Regions from separate parts of the Mus musculus genome. Here region 2 is linked to region 1. The links are chromatin contacts, called in public promoter capture Hi-C maps. All regions are on one chromosome and are shown on one strand. The core of a region is the stretch at or near the end of the contact, and the rest is flanking DNA. Distances in the headings are between cores, read along the strand shown. Region 1 overlaps Naa60 (N(alpha)-acetyltransferase 60, NatF catalytic subunit). Region 2 overlaps Trap1 (TNF receptor-associated protein 1).

What was found. Promoter capture Hi-C pulls out the DNA fragments that hold promoters and counts their contacts.
Region 2: a promoter capture Hi-C map of pre-B cells shows a contact between it and region 1, with 4 times the contacts expected there. The contact joins two enhancer-like sites. A contact is called at or near these places in 5 of 39 promoter capture datasets (the 3T3-L1 cell line, embryonic stem cells, liver and 2 more), 1 of 15 datasets of contacts at CTCF or cohesin (the NIH/3T3 cell line), 1 of 484 Hi-C or Micro-C datasets (nephron progenitors), 5 of 115 datasets of contacts at active chromatin or transcription factors (the 230-238 cell line, bone marrow-derived macrophages, embryonic stem cells and 1 more) and 4 of 9 other capture datasets (adipose tissue, embryonic stem cells, liver and 1 more).

The regions. Positions count from the first base shown.
Region 1 is chr16:3,892,279-3,898,952 of GRCm38.p6, forward strand. Naa60 (N(alpha)-acetyltransferase 60, NatF catalytic subunit) reads left to right here. Exons shown (of 7, transcript NM_029090.3): 2 at 2,091-2,206; 3 at 4,973-5,102. The coding sequence starts at 2,097. It overlaps Gm41410 (predicted gene, 41410), which reads right to left. Exons shown (of 4, transcript NR_153801.1): 3 at 4,951-5,035; 4 at 2,901-3,136. Among named protein-coding and RNA genes, the nearest start is that of Naa60, 11 kb to the left of the region's middle. Within about 2 kb of position 3,338, at least 178 of the 459 cell types and tissues checked have an H3K27ac peak or open chromatin away from gene starts, as enhancers often do. A contact at or near this core is called in pre-B cells, where this site is marked.
Region 2 is chr16:4,047,999-4,054,672 of GRCm38.p6, forward strand. Trap1 (TNF receptor-associated protein 1) reads right to left here. Exons shown (of 18, transcript NM_026508.2): 10 at 5,483-5,603; 11 at 4,867-4,936; 12 at 1,353-1,500. Among named protein-coding and RNA genes, the nearest start is that of Dnase1, 14 kb to the left of the region's middle. Within about 2 kb of position 3,208, at least 5 of the 459 cell types and tissues checked have an H3K27ac peak or open chromatin away from gene starts, as enhancers often do. A contact at or near this core is called in pre-B cells, where this site is marked.

The DNA of each region.
Region 1 (6,674 bases), core at 2,088-4,587:
ACTTCAGGCCCTGAGTCCAGTTTGCTGATGTACTAGACAGTGTCCTGTATCAGTCACTAGTGTGTTTCCTTTTCTCCGTCTCCTAAAGGAAGGAGCTTAGAATTCATCTTTATTGGCTTTTCAAAACAATAAACTTTGTGTCTGTGAAATCTCACATTCTCAAGAGCCTTTGGGCTTGTGATTCCTACCTTGCACATGGGGAAGCTTTTGATAATCTTGCTCATACTTTGATTGAGGGAAGGCTTATGATAATACCTGCCTCTACTATAGACAGAAGAGAGATGAGAAAGTATTGCAGGGAGCAGTGTGGAGTCTGAGGAGGAAGGACGCAGCGGATAGTACTCTTACAAGCAAGGTAGAACTTAGACCCAGAGTAGGAAAGGGACGCTGGAGGAATAGAGAGGCAGATGTATGGGATGCCTCACACAGGTGTTGGTAGAGTGAGGTACTCTTGAAGAGAAGGGATGCCACACATTGTGTTTTCAGCCTGTCTGAGAGGAGCTTGCCTAGGCCAGGAGAAGGATGTGAAGCTGACCTTGTAGATGCTTCCCGTGACTCTTGGCAGTCATGGCTGAGAAGCTAAGGCTGAGAAGCCGCTGCCCTGAGGCCCAGGGATGCTGTATTAGCTAGGGTTGCTGTAACTCCACTACACTTCAAACAAAACAAACCTTCCCCATTTACAGTACACACCAGGATAGCTCACTCCAAAATGTTCCAGCATGTATCTCCTTGACCTGTGGGGCCTCTGCCTTCTCTAAGGAAATTAACAGCTGTTTCATAATAACTTCCGTATACTAGCCAGCCTGTGGTTTAGTTTCACTAATTTTTTTCCATTTATTTTTTTCATGATATAGGTTTAGGCACTACATTTGGCCTTAGGATCTCCTTGCCTCTCTTCATTTTGTTTGTTTGTCTTTTTTCTCTCATTTGGAGAGCCCAGATGTAAAAGGTTACATGTCTATCTGTCAGATGTCACTTCCCTTATTGCTGTATGTTTAGGACCCTCTGCAACCAGAAAGTTGGGTCTAAAGGCTATGGTTAGGTCCAGGCCTAGCAATTTTTGTAAGAACCCCCAAAAGTTTGGGCCATATCCCACTGGAGGTACAGACACTGGAGAAATTGGCTTGATGGTATGGGTCTCCTTGTTTGTACAGGCTAAGTACTTTGTGTCCATGCCTTTCACCTGCCCCACAGCAGCCCTCTCCTGCTGGTCTCTTACTCTTTGAGGAGTCTTTTTGGACTTGGAGATTTCCTCTTGAGATTCCACAGTGATGACACTGAGTCTGTCAACATTTTTACTTTTACCTAGTGGTGGCCCTGTAAAAAAAATCCTTCACCTTGGCCATGGGAGGTTGACAGCACAGTTCCTCCCAAAAAGCTAGGATAGATGTAAAGTCCTTTTCCTTTGAATTACCTGCTTCCAACTTAGAGAAAAAGAATGGCGGTTTGCCCTTTTGGTAGAGCTCAGCACTTGACTTCCCAGACCTGACCTACAAGAGTGAGTTCCAGACCAGCCTGAACAAATTAGGGAGACCCTGTCTCAAACTAAAGTGGCTGGGAGCATAGCTTGGTGGTAGGTAGTGTGTTTGCCTAGGCATGAGGCCAATGGATGTGAGCCTCAGCCCTCCCTTCCCCGCACAGTCGTTAGCATCTGGTTATTTTCAGTGTCACAGAGTTTTTCTCTTGCTAGGCAGGGAGGAGAAGCAGTATGTGACCTGCCCTCTGCCAGTGCTATTTGCCACGAGTATCTGACCATTTACTGGCTTCCACCCACCAGGCTGCTGAGTCCAGGTCTTTCTTTGAATCACTTTGCCTCCTGCAAGTGAAGGAACAGCAGTTAGATAAAAGACCAGCCAGGCAAGAGCTGTGGTCACTCCTGGGGGAAAGCTAAAGAGTGGGGTGCTGCTCCAGTGGAGAGGAGAGAGACATGGACCAGAGGCAGTCAGCTCCTCTCCATCTGCAGTGAGGGCAACCACAAGAAGATCTCTGTGCTGGGAAGCCACTAGCCGTCTCTCGTCACTCAGCTCCTGGGTTGGTGTAGAGGAACAGGTAAGCAGGCCTTCAGGTGATGCTGTTTCCTCTCCCCACAGGTGTGAATGACAGAGGTGGTGCCTTCCAGCGCCCTCAGCGAGGTCAGCCTGCGCCTCCTCTGCCACGATGACATAGACACTGTGAAGCACCTGTGTGGCGACTGGTTTCCCATTGAGTGAGTGTTGGGCTCTGTATTTCCAGTGGCTGCATGCACAGATCTGTAATTCCTGAGTCTGGAAGAGGCAAGACTGGGTCTGGCAGGACCATAATGGTCCCAAGTTGCTATGTAAAGTTGACCAACTAGGCAGTGACCCTCAGGTCTCTGTGTCTGCTGCTCACCTTCCTTAAGAGGGTCTATGGGAAATTTTACTTACAAAGATGTCTACGGCTGCTTGTAATCAGGAAACTGAGGAGCAACTCCAGTGTAAGAAGTTGGTTAGCTGTGTTAGGATATGTACATATAAAAATGCAGTGCTGCTACTAAGGCGGCATATGTCTGAAATACAGAATTCAGGAAGTGGAAGCAGGAAAAGGTCAGGGGTTCAAGGCCAGCCTGAGCTCTGAAGCCAGCTTGGGTTGTGCGAGAGAGAGCCTGTCTTTAAAAAGGGTTGTTAGTTATCCAAGAACAAAAATCTGTTAAAGAAGCATATTTACTGACAGAAGGTTCCTCCCTTTCCTTCCTCTTTCATTTACCCAATATGCAGTGAAAGCTGACTAGAGAGCAGTGCATTCCAGATTCTGCTTTCGTTTAAAAATATAAAAAAGGATAAAATATCTAGAGGATAAAACCCTCTATATACTGTACAAGAAGGGGAAGGACCGTGCCCTTCGTGAGAACCGTGGCTGATACGCTTTAATAAAAGCCAGGGTTAGCAGGAGAAGAGAATAACAGATTTATTTGACCTGGGCCTTCAGATTGAGGATGGAAATACCCATGGTGAATTCCGTTCATCAAAGCATGGGCTGTGGTGTAGAGATAGTCAGACAAACAAAGCGTATTCTCTTCTTCTAATGGAGTGAAGGTGGAAGACACAGTGAGGCCCATCTGCGTAGACTCCTCGTTGCCTCTGCAGCAGTTCCTCTTCTGGCACTGGATAGGACTCTTCTGGAGGAGAGGATTGTGTTAGTCTTGTCATTGCTATGGCTAAAATACCTGAGGGAAACAACTTAAGAATGATCAGGGTTATTTTCCACGTTGTTTCAGAGGTTTCAGGACATTGTGGCAGAGAGGGTTTGAGACGGCAGCTCACAGTCCAGTGGACAGGAAGTCAAGGGGAGTAGTAACCGAGAAGGCTACAAGCAAGCTGTTTCCCCTAAGGGCACTCCCTCAGTGAACCACTTCCTCCAGCCAAGCCCCACCTTTCCTGATTCTACACTTCCGGCGAGCCTGCAGTTCCCAATGCAGATTGTGAAACTGTCAATGTCTTCACAGACACACCCAGAAATGTACTGTACTTCCTAGTCTAATCAACCTGACCCTCAAGATTAACAGTGAGTGGTAATAGATCTATTGTCAGACAAGACTGGACAGAGAAGTTTTTCATGGCTACCTATGCAGAAAATCAGGATGGCTTTAGAGGAAAGGAATTCTTCTGGTTTCTGTGGTCCATACTGGAGTAGAAGAATTCTAGGTTACAAGTGAGAATGAGAAATAAGAGGTAGGAGGTCTGAGAGATTTACCCGTAGACCTTCACTTTGGGTGGGGATCATTTATTACCTCCCCAAAATACTACCAAATAATTACTGTCAGCAGTTTTATTGGAGTGAATTATTAGTACCTGTGGGCTCCTCCGTTTTTCCTTGCCTTATTTTTAGATTATTTTATGATAATGAAAAAACAGGTTTGGGGTTTTTTGTTTTGTTTGTGAGGAAATAGACATGAACTTTAAAGCCTCAAGGCTAAGCAAGGTGCTGTATTTAAGTCGTCGGTATTTCCTGAGTACTCATCTCACATCTGTTGCTCCATGCCGGCAGAGAAGTAGGGGCACTCCCCACTCTGCATCCGTGTTGAAATATAAACTGCCAACTTCTTAGGAATGTGGGCTAACAGTGCTTATTATGTTTTATAAGATGAAACAAACTATCCAAGTTAGCAATCCTGGGCTGGAGAGAGAGTTCAGTGGTTAAGAGCACCGACTGCTCTTCCAGAGGTCCTGAGTTCAATTCCCAGCAACCACATGGTGGCTCACAGCCCTCTTCTGGAGTGTCTGAAGACAGCTACTGTGTGTGTGTGTCTCTGTGTGTGTGTGTCTGTGTGTGTGTGTGTATTTCTTTTTTTTAAAAAAAAAGTTAGCAAACCCACTACTAAAAAGTAATCCTAAGAGTGCAGCAAGCACAGAAACAAGGCCCTGCTGAGGGATGGCTTAAGGTTGTATAGATCTACATTGAGTTAGAGGCCTGTACACCTCTCAGGTGCCTGGCTGTCAGCCTCTCTATCACTTAGTCATGTGTCGTGTCCCCACCCATGTCTAGTAAGGAATTGTAAACCCTAGTCTACATACCCATGAACTTTGGCTCTTCCTTGAATCACCTTGCCTAGTCTTCAGGGCCAGAAAGACTCAAAGAGGACCATTTTCAGTAGTCATTTCTCTCCAACCACCATACAGGTCCTGGGTATTGAACTCAAGTTTTGAAGCTTGGCTGCAAACACCTGTACCTGCTGAACCATTTTACCAGCCCTCATAGAATTCCTCACAGACCACCTAAGTATTCACAGGTCACTAAGGGCTCTAAGGTCTCAGCTCATACTGAGGAGCAGGCTGCCGTGTGCTATCCCTCCAGGAACTATTCTGTGGAGACGATTTCGTTGGAGGGTTCCACCCTTTCACACATCTTTTACATAAAAAATTCCCACATGGGCAGGTAGCTTCTTTGAGACTGTAAGTGATAGGCCAGGTAGCCTGGGTCCCTCTGACTCACCTGAGTATGCTCTCTCCCTCAGGTACCCAGACTCATGGTATCGTGATATCACATCCAACAAGAAGTTCTTCTCCCTTGCTGCAACCTACAGAGGTGCCATTGTGGGAATGATAGTAGCTGAAATAAAGAATAGGACCAAAATCCATAAAGAGGTAAGTCTGTGCTCCAAAAGCTTGGCCTTGTGATGGCTGAAAGGGATGTTTCAATGGGGTCACATTGCCAGCGCTGGCCTCTGTTCTCAGCAGCTTGTGACCAGAGGGGTCAGAGTAGCAAGTCAAATATGTCTGTATGTGGGGGTATATACTTACAAAAACCAAAGAGGATCCCCCTGGAGCTAGAATTGTAAGTGGTTGTAAGATGCCACTATTAAACTCATGTCTGCAAGAGAATGCTCTTAACTGCTGAACTCTTTCTCCAGCCTGTATTTTTGTTCATGGAATAATATAATGAATAAGTCCACTAGTGGACCTAATAAGGTGAGCATTTTGAAGTAAGAACAAGCAGAAATGACACGTTGGGAATCTGACCCATTGCTGTGTGACACGCAGATGCCTGTGATTTGTGCTTTTGGCACTGTTACAGGAGCCCCAATAATGCTGTAATCTGTTGAGGAATATGCTAGGTTTCAGTTAGGGATTAGTGAAAATGTATTTTCTTTTTACTCAATTTTGTGGACTACTTAAAGAACTACCTCAGAACCCTCAAGGATTTGAGCAATTACTAAGTGCAGACTGGAAGACTTTAAGTGCAGCTAAAAAGATCTTTGTGGTTGATTACAGTGGGGTTTCTCCTGTTAATTTTGGTTGTAGCAATGGAACAGAATTTAGTTTACCACATTCAGGAAAGGAACTCCTACCAACCAGCAAATGGTTTTGTTTGGCTTAAGGTTATTTTTGTTTCTTTTTCTTTTTCCCCTTCCTCCCTCTTTCTCTTTGTTTGTTTGTTAGTTCCTTTCTAGACAGGGATTCATTAGTTAGCCTGAGACTCAGATCCACCTGCCTTTCCATCTCAAGTGCTGGAATCCAAGATGTACACCCTACACCCAGCCTGCTTGAGGTTGTTTCTTTGGAAGTGAGGGAAGTGAGTTTGGAGCAGCACCCTGGTGGTAGAGTGCTTGTCTAATATAAAGGAGACCCTGAGTCCCATTCCCAGAGGAAGAGGAAGAAACATGTCTTCCTAAGATCCCAGACCACTGTGTGCACAAACTTTATATCTTAGCACATTATTTGGGGGAGGTGGGGTAACAGATATTTTAGTTCTGATTTTTTTTTGTGGGGGTGGTCTTTTGTTTTTTTCTTGTCTAGCCCAGCCTTTTCCTGATCCACCACCTCACAGTGTTCATTGCTTAGGCAGAGAGAGGGTACTCGGGCCAGCATCCCTTGGATATTCCTTGTATTGAATCTGTTTCACCTGCCCATACCTTGTTTCTTGATGATCCCTCCCTGGGACTTTTTCCTAGTGACTGTCTTCTTCCACCATGCATGCTGTCTGAGGGCCTCATGATTATGTTTACTCTTTCCATAGACTTGGGGGCCCTTCCCTGTCTATTTTTTGGGCTACCATCATCAGCCAGGGCTTCTGTTAACTAGAGAAGTAAATTTATCCCCTCCCCACATTTGCTTTGTCCAGGTTCACTGTAGTATTGAGTTCTAGGCAGGGAGCAAGGAGCAAGTCCTGGCTCAGCCCATGCCTAACATATAGGAGCTACTTGATAAATGAGAAGC
Region 2 (6,674 bases), core at 1,958-4,457, 160 kb after region 1:
AGTCAGTGCTTTTAACCACTGAGCCATCTCTCCAGCCCCCTTCTTTATCTTTTTATAAACACATCAATTAGGGTGTGTCCTTTAAAGGTGTGTTTAAGTGTTTTCTGTCACCACATGCTCCCAGTGTAATATCCATGGCAAAGGGTCACTTCCCTCCTTGAAAGTCCTCTCCTCAGCTACTCTGTCACAATGATGGACAAATATAACAAAAGCAGACCTTAAGTAGACAGGACAGTTGGAGCAGCTGACAGGCTGGTGGGAAGAAGGCCCAGAGAAGAGCCATGTGCCAGACTTTATAAACTATTTGCGAACAAATGTATTCCTTTTCAGCAATTACACTGGCCAATGGTAGTATTAAGAACTCCACCCTTTTTTGTTTCTTTGGTTTTTTTTTTTGGTTTTGTTTTTTCGAGACAGGGTTTCTCTGTGTAGCCCTGGCTGTCCTGGAACTCACTCTGTAGACCAGGCTGGCCTCAAACTCGGAAATCCGTCTGCTTTTGCCTCCCAAGTACTGGGATTAAAGGTGTACGCCACCATTGCCCGGCTGAGCTCCACCCTTTTATAAGCCAAATAAATCCTTTTATCCCCAAGAGACTTTTGGGTGTGGTGCTACATCATAGCAAAAGAAAACTTAACTAAGACAGTAACTGTACCCTAATCTCACCACTGCTTTTCTGTTCTTTCCTTAAACCCACATCTCTCTTCCTGCCATCTGCTGGGGCCAGGGTGTCAAGGGTCAAGAGACTTGGCCTTTCAGCTAAGAGCATAAGGACTTCGAGACAAGGGTATGTGATGGCTGATCTTGACCACCACCCTGACTGGATGGAGAAGTGCCTAGGAGACACAAAGCACACCTCTACGTGGGCCTGCAAGGATGCTCCAAGCCCCTCCCCTGTATCAATGGATTCCAGCAGTTTTTACAGATCTAAGCACTCTGTTCTGTTCCTTTCCCCAGTGACAAAGTATCTGAGAAAGTCAACTTGAAGGAGCCACAGCTGACTGAGGAGGCGCACTCAGTTAATTTCTGAGTCTCAGTGGCACCACTGCATAGACAGGGGGCCCAGGTAAAATAGAGAGAAAAAAAACGCACAGGAATTCTGTTTCGGCTCCAGCTAACTGAAGCAGATAACTATGGCTTTGAGTAGCTTTTGTCAGATGTTCTGTCAGTGCCTGGAGCCTGGCTAACACAGGTAAGAACACATGCAGACCTGCTGTATCTATGAGGACAGACCCAGAAGCCCAGTGTTCCAACTGCTGCCCATGTGACTTGTCACCACATCCAGGACAGCCTCTACCAGCTTCCTCTGTAGCAACAGGGCTGAGGCTGACAGGGAGGACCGAGATCATCCTACCTTGATGTCTTGCTCTGCAGTGGTCACAATGCCCTCCCTCATGAACAAGCCATAATCTTCAAAAAACTTTGCGTATTTTTCAGCATCTTTTTTACTCTGGTCAATGAAGAACTTGATCAATCTCTGTTGTAGAACATCCCGGAGTTTCCTACAGAACACAAGTTACTCACTGTGAACAAAGCTTTCTGTCAAGTAAGGGGGCGGGCGTACACACCCGGAGCCAAAGGGAAACTATAGAACAAGAGACACTGTGCTGCCCCCTAATGAGAAGCTCGCTAGGATGCTCTGCAGGTGGGTGGTGGTACAAACTGAATTCCACAGGACAATCAGTAGTGGGCATCTCCTGAGCACCAGCAGGGATCACATATGAGAAACAAGGAGAGGCGCCTGCACTGAAGCACGTGACAAAATCACTACGAACAGGCTCAGGGTTAAAGTGGATCATGCTGAAGCCGACCAGAAATGTCACCTAACAGTTCTAGAGGTAGGAGCAAAGGTCTGCTGGAAAAAACTAAACCAAAGCAAACCCAAGCAAACCCAGGCAAACTTCAGTGTGTATTCATGGAAAGACTGAGCGTATGCTGCAGAGCTGTTTGTCCTTAGGTAGGTGTATGAATTCCTGCATAGCCTGGGACATACTAAGCATATTACATATACACTGTATAGCTTGGCAAAGTGTCACTCTGTAATCAGGACATTTTTTACTGCATTATCCATAAAGGCAATCAGGATCAAGCGCACAGAAGTGGGCTTTAGTAAAAGACAGTCACTGGGGGACTGGAGAGATGGCTCAGCAGTTAAGAACACTGACTACTCTTTCAGAGGTCCTGGGTTCAATTCCTGGCACCACATAGTGGCTTACAACCATCTGTAGTAGGATCTAATGTCCTCTTCTGGTGAGTCTGAGAGTCTGAAGACACTGACAGTGTACTCATGTATGTAAAATAAATAAATCTCAAAAAAAAAAAGAAAGAGGGTCACTGTCTTTGTTAGGTTTTCTATTGCTCTGATAAAACAGAGCCATGGATCCCAGTGCCTGGTATGCCTGGACTAGCACAAGGGGCCCAGTGAGGCTTGCTGAAGGGACAGGAGTCAGTGCAAAGGCAGCTCTAAACCAGAATAATAGGAGAATATGATATGTATCAACAGGAATGGATTGCTCCCTGACTAAAATGGGTCATCAGTCCGCACTGCATTAAATATTTTTAAAACACTACTGAGTACCATGGAAAGGGGTTGTCTAGCATGTATGTATCTCTGAGTTCAATCTAACACCACTTAAAAAGCCATGAATAATATACTGACAATCTGCTGAGGATCACATCTACAATCTTCTAAGTAAAGCAGCACTGGTGGTGGGAAGGCAGCTCAGGGTAGCGTGTCTGCTTGTTAATAACCAGTAAAGCAAACAAACAAAAACAGCAGAAAAAAAACCAAGACACCAACAATGTGTGTGTACCAGCTCACAGACCTGCACACGGTCCGCACCGAGAATGGAGAGAAGCCTCAAAGACTTCCCCTAGGTGAACATCACCCACCAAGGACAAGCCAAACCCGCTCCACCCTCAGGACAGGCTCTTGTGCTCGTTCCTGGGAGCATCGACCATTTCCAAGGGCAGGCCCACTCCACAGGGTGACTGGCCTGATTGCCAAGGGAATCCCTCTGGGAAAGGCAAGTGAACTGAGGTTACCTCCTCTGGCCTCCACAGTACATTGCCACCAGAAGCAAAGGATAGAGCAGTTGGCAACCACACAGCGAATGAAGAAAATCAGACAGCAGATAGCTCCCACTATGGTGACTACACTTCCTTCTCCAGGAGGAGAGAGGGTCACAAGACTTTCTCAAGATAGAAACCAACTCTCCCTTGAGATTTCAACAACTCTCCAGTCACAGCTACACAATCTCGGAAATGCTGAAGTGTATGGCATAAGACGTTAGCTGGAGTGGACCTGGTGCAGCTGCCAGAGCCGCCACGCTCTTATAAGGGGTACCCGATTTCCTCAACAGTCTTTATTTTCCCTGTTAGGTCCCTCTCTACTCCACTATGCCATTATGTCTCCCAGGAGACACAGGACATCACAGAAACCTGGATGCTCACAACTGAAGGATAAAAGCTGCAGACAGTGGGGCTGGAGGACAGACAGCGACAATGATACAGCAAGGCCTACTGCTGCTTCTGAGGTTCCACTGGGTAGAAAGAAATCTTTGTAGGTTGGTGACACACCGACACACAGAGAACGGCACCAGGAAGACAGCAATGCCTCAGAAGGCCCAGAGTGGATCTTCCACTTGGGAAGCTCCCGATTCTCTGAACACTGTGAACAAAGCAGCTCCTTCTTCAAAAGATTGGCCACAGGCAGGAAGGAGGTGCTGGTTCTACACCTCTCTCTGCCACTTAGGCACCCAGGAACAGAGTGCCTCAGGGTCTAAGGCAGCTCCGGGCAGACATGAACATGACTGCTCAGTCAGACTGGGCACTGAAGCACAGCTAACTCGGCTCTAGGAATCTAAGAGCTGTGTCTCCACAGGCCTGACCTCCTAGTTTCAGAAGAGCGTTCCAGGGCTGGAGAGATGGCTCAGTGGTTAAGAGCACTGGCCGCTCTTCCAGAGGTCATGAGTTCAACTCCGTACAACCATAAGGTGGCTCACAACCATCTATAATGGGATCCAATGCCTTCTTCTGGTGTGTCTGAAGACAGCTACAGTGTACTCATATACATAAAATAAATAAATAAATAAATAAATCTTTAAAATAAATAAATAAAAAAGAAGAGCATCCCAGACCCAAGTCAAACTATATTCTTGGTTCTAGGGTGACCCCTGCCTCATTCAACTCTGAGACATGGTGTCTAGAATCTCTCCAACTGTGGCCATACCCAGGCTGGGTGGCAGGGATGAGCCATCTTTCAACACCATAATTCTTCAAAGCTAGTCCACATTGATGGGGAGCAATGCAGCTGTGTTCTCCCCAGACATTTGGAGCCCACACCTGCACATGTACCACCCACCTTCACCACAGCAAGGAAAAGCACCATGGAGCCTGGAGCCACCCTGCACCCCCTGGCACCCATTCTCCATGTGGGTTAGCAACATCAAAGTGGGCTGAGGAAAAGGACCAAGTTCTTTCCTCATTCATTGTAATTTGTATTTAATGGGGAAAGTAACGTATACTCCCAAGAGCCTGGGTAAATAAACAACTATGCAATTGCTACAAGTGCTTCCTAAGGCATTACTTGCAGCTGAGGCTCCTGACAGTGTAGGCCTCAGCCTGGTCCCAGCATAGCACCACTATTTCTAGATCCAACCTCAGCAGTTGCTCAGCCAAACCCAAACTCTTCCTGACTACAGAATGAGTTGCTCACTAGGTCAGAACACCTAGAAGGTCAGGGAGGGATCCTGCCCTCAGGTCTCTCTTCACCCTTTGGTCTTGGCTTCTGAAAAGCACACCCGGGGCAGAATCAAGTCAAGGCCAGCCACCACAGGAGTGCCCTGCTATTTGCAGTCTGGGCTTACCGGATGAGCGCACTCTCCTGCAGGAGCTCTCTGCTGAGGTTCAGGGGAATGTCCTCACTATCCACCACACCTGAGAAGACAGGAACATTAGAACCCCTGCACCAACGGAAACCTCCATGGGTGGTAAAGGAGGAGCAGGAAGAGCAGGGGGCGCTGCTCCTCAGTCCTGCTCAGGGGCAGTGGGCAGTACAGCAGTCCCAGGGTAAAACCCTCTCAGGGCAAGACTGGCACACACCAAACACATCCCAGCATTCAACTCCAAAGTACTAACTAAGCTACTATGTAATCCCAGATCTCGGAGACCGAGGCCTGGGCTGTGTAGAAGACCTTGTCTCAAAAGAAAAGGAGAAAGTCATAAGCTTGTCTTGGAGAGGGCTGGTCCTTGTGCTATGAAAGTAAATGCTGCTTACACTCCTTACTCAACTATAACTCAGGCCCAGCACAGCTCAGGCCAAACTTCCAACCCTGAAAGAACTCCTTGCCTGTCCTGCTGGGTGAGGAGGGTCTAGGACACAGCGGAAGCAAATGCAGTGGGCAGCATGAGGACACATGGCCATGCCACTTGGAATCCTGGGTCACCGTCCACAGTGCAGAGCCTGGGTGTCAGCAGCAGTACCTCGAATGAAGCGCAGCCACTTGGGCAGGATGTCTGCAGCCTTGGTCTGGATGAGGACCTTGCGGCTATACAGTGCCACGCTGGAGCCCAGCTCCCTGCTCACATCAAACATGGATGGTTTCTGGGAGAAATGAAAGCATATGACCGGGTGGCACCAGCTGAGCCCACCAGATAAGGGAAGGAAGGAAGGACCGAGGGTAGCACCTCCCTGGCCGCATGGATGATGAGCCCCAGGGGTGAGAAGAATGGACACAACTCCTCCCGTGTTGGCTCTGCTGGAATCCATAAGTGCTCTGGAGAGGATAGGGCAGCCTCCCCAACCCATACCCAACAGGGGACCTCAAACTAGTCTTATATGCCCCCAAAACAGAATTACAATTTATTAGAAGTCAGAATCAGCAAACCATGGCCTCCAGGCCAAAGTCAGCATGGGTTTCCCTACCACCATTGCAAGATGAGGCCTCTATTTATTTTTTTAATGTACACGAGTGCTCCATCTGCATGTATACCTACATGCCAGAAGAGGGCATCATATCACACTATAGATGGTTGTGAGTCACTATGTGGTTGCTGGAGATTAAACTCAGGACCTCTGGAAGAACAGACAGTCCTCTTAACCACTAAGCCATCTCTCCAGGCCCGGTTCTTAATTTTTTTTTTTAAAAATGGTTTTGGGAAAAATCAAACAGGACTATCTCAGGAAGACATGAAAGTCGGGCTGTAACATTAAAGGTTCCACAGACCAGTGAGGCCCTCTCACCACTGCAGCAGAGCTGGCAGCTCTCACACTGGGTTTGCAAAGCCCAAACCCTGCGCTTTGAGAAAACACCCACTCTGCCTAAGTAAGGTGGCTGCAGCTGCAGTGTAGGCTGATCTAGGAAGTCCCAGTGAGCTGAGACCCAGCACCTTGCTGATCCACGAGTACCCAAAATCTTAACTAATGGTTAGGGAAGGCCAAGGCCAACCCAGCCCTTTTTGAGAGCAATATAAACTGGATGCTACCAGGGTCTGCTGAAGTGAGGCAGGGGAGTAGACCTTGACTACTAAGCTTCTGTAGTATGGACTTGGCAGAACTTTTGTACTGCTGCAAGAGAGGAAAGCAGAGGGGAAAGCAGCAGGAGCCTGCAGAAGCTGCAGCCCTGCATCACAATGGCAAATATACACTGGCAAGTCTATGCAGCTCTTCTTAGGG